Regions from separate parts of the Canis lupus genome. Here region 2 is linked to region 1. A link is a contact called in public Hi-C data. All regions are on one chromosome and are shown on one strand. Each heading gives the region's core, a stretch centred on a gene start, on an enhancer-like site or on the middle of the called end of the contact. The rest is flanking DNA. Distances are from core to core; before and after follow the strand shown. Region 1 holds the start of HNRNPDL (heterogeneous nuclear ribonucleoprotein D-like). Region 2 holds the start of LOC478449 (vesicle-associated membrane protein 714-like).

Region 1 (6,361 bases), core at 1,011-3,510:
GTATAACATGTTGTCTATTCCTCTAGTCAGATTACTTCTGTACAGAAACACCTATTTTATTATCAGTATCACACCACAAAGCTTCATCTGTGAAGCAGTTAGAGAGCAAAACTTCATTTATTATCATTTTGTACCCAAGAGATGCCACTGGTTATTAATTCCAAATACTGACCACCACCTCCAAAGCACCCGTGTTTTGGCCAAAATAAATTAGATGTTGGTTTCTATCACAGCACAGAAAACAGTAATTTAAGGTACAGTGACTAGAAGGGACTCAAGCAGTTAATTTTAACCTCTTCCCATCACCTGACAAATCAATCAATTCTGTAAAAGGCTGGGGACGAACACTCATGTATATAAACATTCCAAGTATGAAAGACATATAAAAACACAGCGCACCTCTCCAAAGGCTCCAAAATATTCTTTAATTTGTTCTTCGGAAGTATCTGGGCTCAATCCACCCACAAAAACCTTTTTTGGGGGTTCTTTCCCTTTTAAAGCTTTGGCCCTTTTGGGGTCTATCAACTTGCCATCCAGTTTGTGTTCTTTCAGTTCCAAAACCTAGAAGACAAGTGCGTTTAATCTGACAATATACAACCAAACCCCCAATTTGCAAAAACACAGAAGCAGCACAATGCGGAACCTGCTCCTACCTTATCAACACTAGCAGCATCTTTGAAAAGCACAAATCCAAATCCTCTTGATCTTCCAGTCACTGGATCTGTCTTAATTGTACAGTCTACAACTTCCCCAAATCGAGACAAATATTCAGTCAGATCTTTCTTGCTTGTATCCCAGCTCAAGCCTCCAATAAACATTTTACTAGAAATGAAGTTATTAAAAAAAAAAAAGATTAGCAGCACCCCGCAGGATTACCTCAGTTGGGGAATTAGGTTTACGAAACGAACAGGAAGAAGCAATGCGTGTGCAAATAATTCAGTGTCTACAGATCACGTATGAACAAAAGACCACAAAACCCCTCAGATTCCATCGAGGTCACTTATTCGAAACAACGAATGGACAGCTTGCTCACCACACCTCGTCATACGAAGTTTCAACGAAGCCAAGAAAGCATATTCAACATCGCTTCAGCCTTATAAACCCAACTTCCTAAAGTTGATCCCTCACAACTTAGGTCTACTCTACCTCTTCCGCAGCTGTCAAAGCAACGTTCCACCTCAAGAACTCCCAACGCATTCTGAAGGAGATCCGGGTACCAGTCACACACGGATTCCCAAAGCAAGGATTCCCTACACTCCGCAGGGAAGCCGTGCGGGGGCCCCGATACAGACACAATGAAAAGGCGGCGGCAGCTGCAGCATGTGGCGCAGCGAGGCCGGCCCCTCCCCCTCGGGCCCCACGCGGCGCCTGCGCACTCGGGACACGGACGCCGCCGCCCTCCTCCTCCAACTCCCCCGCCCTTCCCCCACCTTCCGCGGGCCTCTCGAGTCACCCCCTCCGTCTCCTACTTTCTTCTTCCCTCTGAGCGAGTGGGGCCCAGCGGGCACGCGGGGAATCGACTCGGGGCAAGAGCCGTGGCAGCGCGCGGCTCCAGAGGGACGAAAGGCGCGTGCGGCGCGCTGGGGGAGGGGGAAAAGAAGAGAGAGGCGTGCGGTACCCGTCATCCTGCTGATTCTTGCTCGCGTTGATCTTGGATCCCTCTGCGAACTCCTCTATGTTGCTGTACTCGTTCATGTCCTCCATGGCGGCGGAGTTGTCGGCCGGGGGGTGCTGGCGCGCAGTCCGGGTCGCGGCAGCAGCGGCGGCGGAGCGTTGTATGGAGCTGGATTTAAAATGGCGGCGGAAGAGATCCGGGCGCCGCCTGCGCCCTCCCTTTATAGCCGCCCCGCCCGCCAATCGGGAGGGCTGCTGGGCGGTGACGTGGCGTTGGGCCCGGCGCGCCCCCTGCCGGGCCGAGCTGGAAGCGAGCGAAGGGAGGAGCGGGGCGAGCTGCCGCGGCGCCCGCGGCCGCCAATGGGAAAGGCTGCGGGAGGCTAAAGTCGCGGGAGCGGAGGGGAACAATGGCGGCGGCACATGGGAGAGCCGGGGCGGGACCTCCATCGCGGCCCTCCCGGTGAGGAGCGAGGTCGTGGGTGAGGGGGCGCGGGCTTAAGAGGAGAGAAGCGTCAGAAGAGGAAAACGAAGGGGCGAAGAGTCCCGGGCTCAGGAGTCCGAGCAGCGCCGTCGCAGGGCCACCGTCCCTCCGGTCTTGAGAGCCTTTGTCTCTGGCGTCCGGTCCAGCCCACTGCTAGCAAAGAGCCGTCAGCCCCGCCTCTTCCCAAAGCCCTCGGTCCCCCAGTGCGGACTGCGGCGGCGGCGGGGGCGGCGGCGGCGGCGGCCGCTGCTCTCGATTAGCACCGTGGCCGGGCTGCTCCCGACACAGGCGGACTGCGCCCGGCGCCGGCGGCCGAGACAGCGAGCGCGCCCGCCCGCCCGTCCGCCCGCCGCGCGCACGCGTGTTTCGTCCTCGAGCCGGCTGGAACCAGCCGAGCAGGAAGCGGGCGCGCGGGGGCCTCCGCAGCCGGTCGGCCGGAGCCCGGGCCCACGCAGTCAGGCCGGCCAGTCCCAGTCCCGGCCCCGGCACGGCCTCTCCGGCAGGCTGCGGGCGGGAGGAGGGCCGCGAGCCCGGCCCGGTTACTGTAAACACGCCAAAGCGGAGGCGGTGGGCGGGGAGGGGGTAGGTGCCGTAGGGGGCAAGGGGCACTCACATCCCCGGCGCGCCACTCGCGGGGCTCCCGTCTGCACGTGCCCCGGGCCGCTCCCGCTCGCTCCACCAGTCTGCGGAGGGCGCGCGCGCGCCCGCGCACCCGGCTCCCGCGCTCGCTTCTTTGTTCCCGCCCACGCGAGGCCCACGTGGACGGGCCGCGTTCGGGGCCCTCTGGTGGCCAATCGGCGTCGCCGCCTGTGCCCGCCCCCGCCCGCTCGGGCTCCGCGAGGCCGCCCCTCCCCCCGCCCACGTGGTGTCGGCCTCGGGCCCGGGCTGCTGGGTGGCGGCGGACGCCCGTGCCGCGGTGCTGTGCGCCTTGGGCGGCGCGGCCCTGCCCCTCGTGCTCCGGGCCGCACGCGGGTGCCGGGCGGCACGTTCCCGCGGGGCCGTGGGCAGCCCAGGACCGTGTCGGGGCGCAGTGGGCGCCGCCCTCCGCCCTCCCGCTAGTAGGCCGATTCCGGTGCTTGCATCCGGCAGGGAGATGGTCGTGCTTCCCGTGCCCGCCGAAGTCACCGTCATCCTGTTAGATGTCGAAGGTACCACAACCCCGATTGCTTTCGTGAAGGTGAGGGGCGGAAGGGAGCGGTGCTTGAAAGCAATTAAAAACATTTCTTTCTTTCTTTTCTTTTAAGTGCTGCCCACCCTGGACCAGAGACCTGACCTAAGGCGTGGGAGAGGCGGCGTGGCGCTGCACTCGCCGTGGGGGGAGGGAGTAGAAAGGCTGCCGTGCGGCAGGTTGCGGGGATAGGCCCTTCGTCGCCAGCCCCTGCTCTCGGTCAGATGCCGATGGGTGGGACGCGGGTGGGGACGGGATGGTGGCTGGCGGAGGGGGGCGGCGGCGGGCAGACCCGCCCGCGTGGGGAGACGGGGCGCCCCGCCCCCTCCGCCAGGTGCGCTGCGTCCGCCGGGCTCTGGGCTGGCTTCGGCGCGGCGGCGGCGGCGGCGGCGGGGGCCTGGAGGCTTCCAGTCCCTAAGACGTGGACGGGAGTGTCAGGATGGCTTTTTTTTTTTTTTTAATATTTATTTATTTATGATAGTCACACGGAGAGAGAGCGAGAGGCAGAGACATAGGCAGAGGGAGAAGCAGGCTCCATGCACCGGGAGCCCGATGTGGGACTCGACCCCGGGTCTCCAGGATCGCGCCCTGGGCCAAAGGCAGGCGCCAAACCGCGGCGCCACCCGGGGATCCCCTCAAGATGACTTTTCAGGTAGCCCGGCTGACTCGCCCCTTTTCACTCCTGCTGGTAATGGCCGAGTAGCACTCTTCGTGTTATTGGACTGTTAATCACTGTGGAACGCTGATTCATTAGCCTGTAGCACAAAAAGGTCTAGATTCCGTTCATTTTTCTCTGAAAATCATGGAAACTTGAAGCTCTTGCCCAAAGCCTCTATCCTAGGGCGTCACTATTAACCAAGCAACTGTCTACACCTACTTCGTAGGCTTATTCGCGAGCTCTGCGTTATAGCTGGGCTTTAAAAAATTTTACCTATATTCGGGCGGCCCCGGGTGGCTCACTGGTTTAGCCAGGATGTGGTCCTGGAGTCCCGGGATCGAGTCCCGCAGCAGGCTCCCCGCATGGAGCCTGCTTCTCCCTCTGCCCCCCCCTCTCTCTCTCTCTCTCTCTCTCTCTCTCTCTCTTTCATGAACAAATAAAAAATCTTCAAAAAAATACCTATATTCTATTAGAATAAATATCAAAACAATGTTTAAGATTTTATTTATTCATGAGAGAGGCAGAGACTCGATTCCGGGACCCTGGGATCACAAACTGAGCCAAAGGCAGAGTCTCAACCACTGAGCCACCCAGGCGCCCCTAGATATCAAATATTAATATAATTTAAAAAATTCTCAGGTCTAATCTACGCTTTGACTTCTAGAGTTTTAAGATGAAAGCATTGTCTAGAAGGGTTTGCATACAATAATAGTAGGGATACTGTTGACAACGTAGTTGAAAAACTCGTCTTCCAACAAATTGAGCAGTCTGAGTCTTAAATTTTTAAAAGTTTTATTTTTAAAATTACCTGTGATAAGGATTTTCTTCTGTGGATTAAAATCTGTACACTTTTAGGACTCCAATATAACAACCACTTACAAGTTTTTTTTTTTTTATTTTTTTCACTTACAAGTTTTTTAGAGAATTACAATACCATCTTAGCACAAATTCTTAGGAAATCTAGTTTGACTTTTTTTCCTCAGTTTTTAATCACACCAGAGGCCTCTGCAGGCAGAGGATATCTAGGATATCTTATGCAAATCAATTTTGTAACAAAACATAGTTGCCTCTCCCACCTCTCCAAACCCGCCCTGCCCAACCAATCCTGTCTTTTACCAGATGATATTATGAGCCACTTCTTGAAATCTTTGTGATAGACTTATTCTACTATCTTTCTGAGAATTAAAATGCCTTCATGACCTAAGTAGATTTTTTTTTTTTTAGTTTGACATTGACTTATAGGTAAGGTCAAGGAAGGCTGCAAAAAATGATCTAGGGTGTTTTGTTTATTTCTTAAATTTTATTAATTTTTCAGATTTAAATTCAACTTAGTATATTCGTATCAGCGTAGAGTTTAGTGATTCATCAGTTGAATGTAACACCCAATGTTCTGAAATGAAGGATAGTTTCTTGTACTTGGTCTTGTTGTTATTTTAGTTTTATTATTATTATTTTATTCACATTATCTGTTATAATTTAATAACTTACTATTAATTTGTTACACATTAGTTTATCAAATCTGATGTTTCCAAAAGTATATTCAGAAGAAGTGAAGTCTGTGGATATTTATAGTAATTCTGCAAAAAGGATTCGTTATTAAATGCATTTTGGGAAATGTTAGGCTATATAAGTTCAACTGGTTTCTTTATTGCACAACTTCTCAGAGCTTTTATACACATACACACATAAATGCTTAATGCGTCTTTAAGAGAGTGACATTTAACAAATTTACTTGAATAAATTTTCAGCAGAGTATGTCAAGGACCAATCTTTTGAACACCTATTAAAGAGATACTAAATTATATCCTTGAACCTCTGAGCATGGAGGTGGGAATTGGAAGATGTTTGTTCTACTTTGAAGATTTATTTTATTTATTTGAGAGCGAGCAAGAGTGAGGGGCGGGGGCGGGAGGCAGATGGAGAGGGAGAAGCACACTCCCTGCTGAGCAGGGATCCTGACTTGGGGCTTGATCCCAGTACCCTGAGATTATGACCTAAGCCAGGGGCAGACACTTAGTGGATTGAGCCTCCCAGGTGCCTGTTTGTTCTATTTTGGACTTTGTGAGTCACATTAAGTATGTAGGACATACAGCCCTACTTTCTGTGGAAACAAACATTGATATATATATATATATATATATATATATATATATATATATGCAACTTGTGTACTTAACTCATCCTGAGAACACTGTGAGGTGTGTGCATTGTCCACGTCATTGTCCACATTTTACTGACAGAAAACTAAGGTTCTTAAAAATTGAAAATTGGGAGGATTTGAACCCAAACTGTCCTGACTCAAAAACTCTTACTCTTCAGATTATTGCTCTTGACCTCCAAAATGAAACCACAATGATTGCTGTGTCTTTGGCTTTTGTGTATGTGAAATGACACAGTTGATATGAGAGCACTTTAGTTAACCAGAAGTACCTTAAAAGGA
Region 2 (6,361 bases), core at 1,561-4,060, 130 kb before region 1:
ATGCCTGGGGTAGTATTAGGTTCCCTACCTAGAGGCACTGGCGTATCCACAGGCTTGAGGAGGACAGGGTCCAACGGAAGCAATCCAATTAGTCAGTCCTTACTGGAAGGTGAGGGGTGATAGAGTGTGGTAATGAGAAGACTCTCAGTTAATTGGGAACCCAAAGAGTTGCTGCCCAGGTGAGATAAGGTCTACGAGCTGCTCCCCACATGACAACAGAATGACAGCATGACAGAAGGGGTGGCACCACGGTGTGTTGGCCAGAGACCTGAGACAGCCTCTGGAGCCCCACACACACACCTCAAAATGGCATGACGGAGCAAGGGAAAGTTTTCCTTCCCCCAAAAGGGCTAAAGAGTGGCTGAGACAGAACCAGAGTGCCTAAAGGGGTCTTGAGTTTCCAAGTGGAGTATGTGAACTGATGACCAAAGACAGAAACAGGAGTGGCAGGTGCCACCTTGGAGGGATGGCAATCACGAATCAGATCTCCACCACCACCATGTCCCTTACACACACAGATGCCACTCCTACCCCACATAGAAGGAGGAAGGGGTAAATCCTGAGTTAACTGAGGAAACCTAGCATTGACTAGATTAAGCCTCAGATATCAGGTAAAACGGGGCTCAAGGATAGAGTGGTATAAAAAAAAAGATAGAGTGGTGTTATCACTTATGTTTTACATTTCTAGAGGTCTGACTATGTGGGCTGTGCAAAATGAACCCATCATACCTGCTTTACAGGATTGCTTTAACGTGGCAAGGTGAGACCAAGACGGGGGAGGCCCTAGATACATCATTCCAAGTATCAGATGCTTGTTATCATTACTACAGCTCATGATTTCTTTGCCCAATCTCTTTCAGTTCCACTAGTTACTAAACACAAGGGGTACTGCCATGTGGCCGAGTTTATTCAGCTTTATTTTTATCACTAGCAAGAAATATTCCAAAGCATTACCTCAGAATTAACATATTTCACTTTCCCACATATAAACAGTGTGACTAGTGTTTTTAATTCAATGACTCCTGTAACAAAAGACATTCTCTCTAAGCTGATAAGGCACACTGATTCAAGATTTCCTTTAGATAGGAGGATACATGATTCAACAAAGCATTTTTCACAGGAGTTACTGTCCAGACAAGTTCTGCGACCTGCTTGTCAAATCCAATTTGATTGCACTGGGTTAAAATGAACTCCATTGACTACCTGTCTCCACCTCTGCCAATCACCCAGAAGGACATCGACTGGTTTTCCTTTAGAGTTATACTACTGAGAGCAAGAAAGTAATTCTCATTTAATGTATTTATCACACTCAGGGTGCAACTGCTAAGTACTTTGCATAATTACTTAATTTAAACTTGAAGACTACACCCATTTTATAGACTAGGAAACTGAGTCTCAGAAAGGTTAAGTTACAATGAAGGTGCAGAATACATGGCAGTGCCTATATTCAATCCAAGTTCGTCGGATTTCTTTTCACTCTACCACAACACCCTGCTGATGAAAATACATAAACTTATCTGAAGCTTGTATATATATATATATATATTTTTTTTTTTTAAGTTCTTGTCCAGGAACTCAAGACCTAGGATGACAAATCATTCTATCGCTCCTACCCCTCTCCTTTCCTACCCACTCCGCCGCACACCTTTCCTCTGCCACACTACTCACACCCATTGCCTAAACCCACCTGCCTGCTCTCAAGCCTTTACAGAAGCTGTTCCCTCTGCTTAGGCTGTCCTCGCCTTCCTCCTCCCTTAGAGAAATTCCAACCCCTCCGAAGTCGGGGCGGGGGCGGGGGGGGGGGTGCAGCGACCGAGAAGGCTTTGCTCCCTCTCCCCGGGAGAATGGGCTGCCTCCGCCCCAGCTTCTACCACTTAGTTGATCTTTCCGCATGTCACTCATTGGAATCGGCGTCTGTCTTCACCTGCCTCTGTAGCCACTTCCAGAAAGAACCCCTCAGAGCCACACCTCGGGGCCTGCCTCTTAGCATCCTCCCAACTGCGGGAGTTCAATAGCCGCTGGCTGAGTTAATGGATGAATTTTATTTTACTTGTCATGTTGTGGACTGAATCGTAGGCAGGTGGTACCGTGAAGCGAACTGGCTCTCACCAAGTGACTTTACGGAGAAGCACGAAGTAGGAAGGTTTCACTCACCCAAGGCCAGTTTTGTTTTGTTTTGTTTTGTACCAAACCCCGCCCCCGTCTCGGCAGAGGCTCCGCCCAGGCCAGGGATGGCCCCGCCGTCTCGGCAGAGGCTCCGCCCAGGCCAGGGATGGCCCCGCCTCCCGCCCCCGCCAAGCAATCGCTCCTCGCGCCTGCGCGAGCCCCGCCCCGAGCCCCGCCCTAGCCCCGCCCCGTCTCGGCAGAGGCTCCGCCCAGGCCAGGGATGGCCCCGCCTCCCGCCCCGCCAAGCAATCGCTCCTCGCGCCTGCGCGAGCCCCGCCCCGAGCCCCGCCCTAGCCCCGCCCCCGTCTCGGCAGAGGCTCCGCCCAGGCCAGGGATGGCCCCGCCTCCCGCCCCCGCCAAGCAATCGCTCCTCGCGCCTGCGCGAGCCCCGTCGGCAGAGGCTCCGCCCAGGCCAGGGATGGCCCCGCCTCCCGCCCCGCCAAGCAATCGCTCCTCGCGCCTGCGCGAGCCCCGCCCCGAGCCCCGCCCTAGCCCCGCCCCGTCTCGGCAGAGGCTCCGCCCAGGCCAGGGATGGCCCCGCCTCCCGCCCCCTCCAAGCAATCGCTCCTCGCGCCTGCGCGAGCCCCGCCCCGAGCCCGCCCTAGCCCCGCCCCCGCCCCGCCCCTAGCCCCTAGCCCCGCCCCCGTCGCCGCCCCGAGGCCGTGGCGGGCGGTTCAGGCCGGCCGGAACCTCTCCTCCCGGGCCCGCCCGCCATGACGATCACCTACAGCTGTGTCGCTAATGGCCGAGCGGTCCTAGCGGAGCTGGCCCTGACCGGCGGCTCCTATCAGGTACCGGGGTCCGGACCTCCGCCTGGGCAGGTTCCGCCTCTTCGAGGGTGGTGCCTGCCGGGCCCGCCCCTCAGGACGCTGCGCCGCCCGGCGGTCGGGGCCGAGGCCGGCGGGTCTCGGGCGAGAGCCCCCGCGCTTCCGGGTCGCGGGTCGCGGGGCGCTGGGCGCAGTGCGCCGCCTAGGGGTGGGGGGGGGGGGTGGTGCGCGCGCCCCCCTTGGCGGGCACGAGCCGCCGCGTGCAGCTGCGGTTCCAGAGGCCCTTGGAGGTTTTCTCTCCGCCGCGGAACAGTGACTTGCAGTTCAGCCCACATTTATCGAACATGTGCCAGTTGCATAGTCCCGGGGTACAGGTGTAGGGGGCGCAGCGGCGAGGAGAAGACGGGACCTTGATGAGCTCCTTGTCTCGTTAGGACCAGGGGCTGTAGAATTTGTCCGACGGTGCGAAAGTCCTCGGGGGGGGGGATCCCTGGGTGGCGCAGCGGTTTGGCGCCTGCCTTTGGCCCAGGGCGCGATCCTGGAGACCCGGGATCGAATCCCACGTCGGGCTCCCGGTGCATGGAGCCTGCTTCTCCCTCTGCCTGTGTCTCTGCCTCTCTCTCTCTCTCTCTCTCTCTGTGACTATCATGAATAAATAAAAATTTTTTTAAAAGTTTAAAAAAAAAAAAAAGAAAGTCCTCGGGGGGAGACGGGTCGAGATTGCTCCTGGGGCTTCAGGATGGTGGCTGCTTGGGGACCACAGCAGGGGTGACTGGGGCGCTTGGCCTAGAAATCTTGTGAGAGTTAGCCTGAGACAGGGAAGGGAAAGGGGAACTCGGTTCGGGTGGAGCAGCACGGTGTGCTTGTTTGGGGAACCCCAAAACCTAAGCGTGGCGAGAGCACAGGGTCGCGGTGCGGGGGGGGGCTAAAGATGAGGTCCGGAAAGCGGACAGCGGGTGCTTAACGAAGGGTCGGTCCTATAGTGTGGCTCCTTGTATTGTAGGGAAACTGGGGAGCGATTAAACAGAGGAATGGCAGGATCTGATTCATCTTTGGAAAACCTGGTTTGGTTCCAATATGGGAAGGTGGCGTGGAGGGGAGAAAACCAGTTGGCATGGCATTGTCGTTTCTGTAGGAGCTCAAAGAGCCTGAGCGAAGGGCCGGGACGGTGCAGATGGGAGGGAGGGCGCAGATCCTAGAGAGACTGTGAAAACCGAGGGGAACTGGGCCATGCCTAGAATGATTTTCCTTTTTTTTTTCTTTTTTTGATTTCCCCCCCCCCGCCCCAGGATTATTGAGACCTAATTCACATATGATGGTGTATAAGTTTAAGATGTACTACGTGATGATTTATCAAACATTTTTTTTTCAGGTGGCATTAAACAAGATTGAAATTACAGAAGGAGGAGCAGGATTTTGAAGGAGGAAGTCAGAGGGAATGCAGGGGAGGAGAGTATAGTTTGAAACGGGTTGTAGTTTGTTGCCTGTTGGAAGTGGCCAATCTAGTTGGGTATTTTTTCCTCCACCGGCCAATCTAGTTGGGTATTTCTTCCTCCGCCTTATTCCCAAAAGATTGAGGTCAAAAAAATGTCCAACAAGTAGCGCTCAGAGAGTCATGGCTAACAGTTGAAGCTAGTAGAAGAAGGTAGAAAAGAAAAGTATGAAAGTGAGGAGAGAAGAGGACCAAAAGGCAGAACACTGCAGGAGCAGGGTAGAGAAATGGGGCACCAAATGAGAGCTGTGGGTCCGAAAAGCCAGAGAAGAAAGTTAAAGGAATGGTTTATGCCCCCAAAGAAGTTGAACAAGACTTAAAAAGTGCTCATTGGATCCCCAATTAGAAAATGATTGATGGTTTTAGGATTAGCAGTTTGGAAAAAGCAGTAGAGGCAAAAGCCCCATTGCTTGAGGCCAACTGAATGGGAGGTGAGGGAATAGGAAGAGTGGAGTTAGACCTTCTCACAAGATTTTAGAAGGGAAGTGAGATAGAGTAAAAGCTGAAGAAGTATGGTCCAGGAAGGGGCCTCACTTTTTAAAACAGGAAAGACTTTCAACGTATGTGGGCTAATGGAAAGGAGAAAAGGTTTACAATAAAAGAGATGAGGTTGGGGATCCCTGGGTGGCGCAGCAGTTTAGCGCCTGCCTTTGGCCCAGGGCGCGATCCTGGAGACCCGGGATCGAATCCCACGTCAGGCTCCCGGTGCATGGAGCCTGCTTCTCCCTCTGCCTGTGTCTCTGCCTCTCTCCCTCTCTCTCTTTCTCTCTCTCTCTCTCTCTGTGTGACTATCATAAAAAAAAAAAAAAGAGAGAGAGAGATGAGGTTATTGGTACAGCAAGACCTGAAGGAACAGAAGGCGTAGAATCCAGCGTAGCTGGGCTCCTGAGTTGCTCAGTTGGTTAAGCATCTGCCTTCAGCTCAGGTCATGATCCTGGGGTCCTGGGATTGAGCCTCGCATCAGGCTCCCTGCTCAGTGGGGTGCCTGCGTCTCCTCCCTCTCCCTCAGCTCATGCTCTCTCTCTCTCTCTCTCTCTCTCTCTCGCTAGCTCTCTCCCTCTCTCAAATAAATAAATAAAATCTTGAAATTAAGAAAAAAAAAAGGAATCCAGGGTAGCAGTGGAGATGTGAGTCTTGGATTATAGGAATATCCTCTTTATCTCAGGGAATAGAAGAGTGTGGACATAGAGATATAGAACTGGTCTCCTTCTGGGTTCTCCTCTTTGCCAGTCCCTAAGTGCTATGTTCTCCAGGCTTCTGTCTTCACTACTCCTTTAACTTGTCACATTCATTCACATCCATGGACACCTTTACCTTGATCCACTTCCAAAGTAATCTCTCTCCACAGTTACATCACCTAACAGAAGAAGTTCAAACATATCATGTCTGGAACTAATTAAATTTCCCAACAGCTTCCTCCTCATCTGTTTCTCATCTTGCTGAGTGGTTCTACTGAGCCGTTCAAGCTGGAAATGAGGAGGCATCTTCCACTTTCTCATCTTCTACACCTTCATATTTGTTCATTTGCCATCCAGTTCTATCAGTTCTGTCTCCTGCATAGGTGTTGAACACATCTTCTTGCTTCTGAACCTTCTAGGCCCTGATTACTTCCCGCCAGAGTTCTTGAAAATGCCTCCTAGACATGATCTCCCAAACTTCAGCCTTGTCCCTCTCGAACCGCCTAAAAGGAAGTATGATGTCACTCTCCTGCTTAAAAACATTTGGTGGTGCCTCATTACATTCAGAATAAAATCCATACTCATTAGCCTGGCATTCGAGACCCTCCTGGTAGGGCTTTTCCACGATTGTCTCCTTCTCTTCCCACACATCCTGGTGCTCCTCCAGCTACCCTGAACTTCACACTCATCTCACCAAGGTCTTTATACCTCCCATTCCCTCTCCATGGAACCCACTTTTCTAAATTTTAACAATATAA

What was found. Hi-C and Micro-C count contacts between places; a contact is called where the count stands out from the background.
Region 2: a Hi-C map of blood shows a contact between it and region 1, with 3 times the contacts expected there. The contact joins the promoter of LOC478449 here to the promoter of HNRNPDL in region 1. A contact is called at or near these places in 2 of 9 Hi-C or Micro-C datasets (both in blood).

The regions. Positions count from the first base shown.
Region 1 is chr32:33,590,562-33,596,922 of UU_Cfam_GSD_1.0, reverse strand. HNRNPDL (heterogeneous nuclear ribonucleoprotein D-like) reads right to left here and starts at 2,260. Exons shown (of 8, transcript XR_005382909.1): 1 at 1,619-2,260; 2 at 654-822; 3 at 400-561. It overlaps ENOPH1 (enolase-phosphatase E1), which reads left to right and starts at 3,048. Exons shown (of 6, transcript XM_038582291.1): 1 at 3,048-3,272. The coding sequence starts at 3,189.
Region 2 is chr32:33,723,023-33,729,383 of UU_Cfam_GSD_1.0, reverse strand. It overlaps LOC478449 (vesicle-associated membrane protein 714-like), which reads left to right and starts at 2,810. Exons shown (of 9, transcript XM_038582308.1): 1 at 2,810-2,957. The coding sequence starts at 2,880. It overlaps LOC102152686 (a long non-coding RNA gene), which reads right to left and starts at 3,057. Exons shown (of 11, transcript XR_005382912.1): 1 at 2,895-3,057.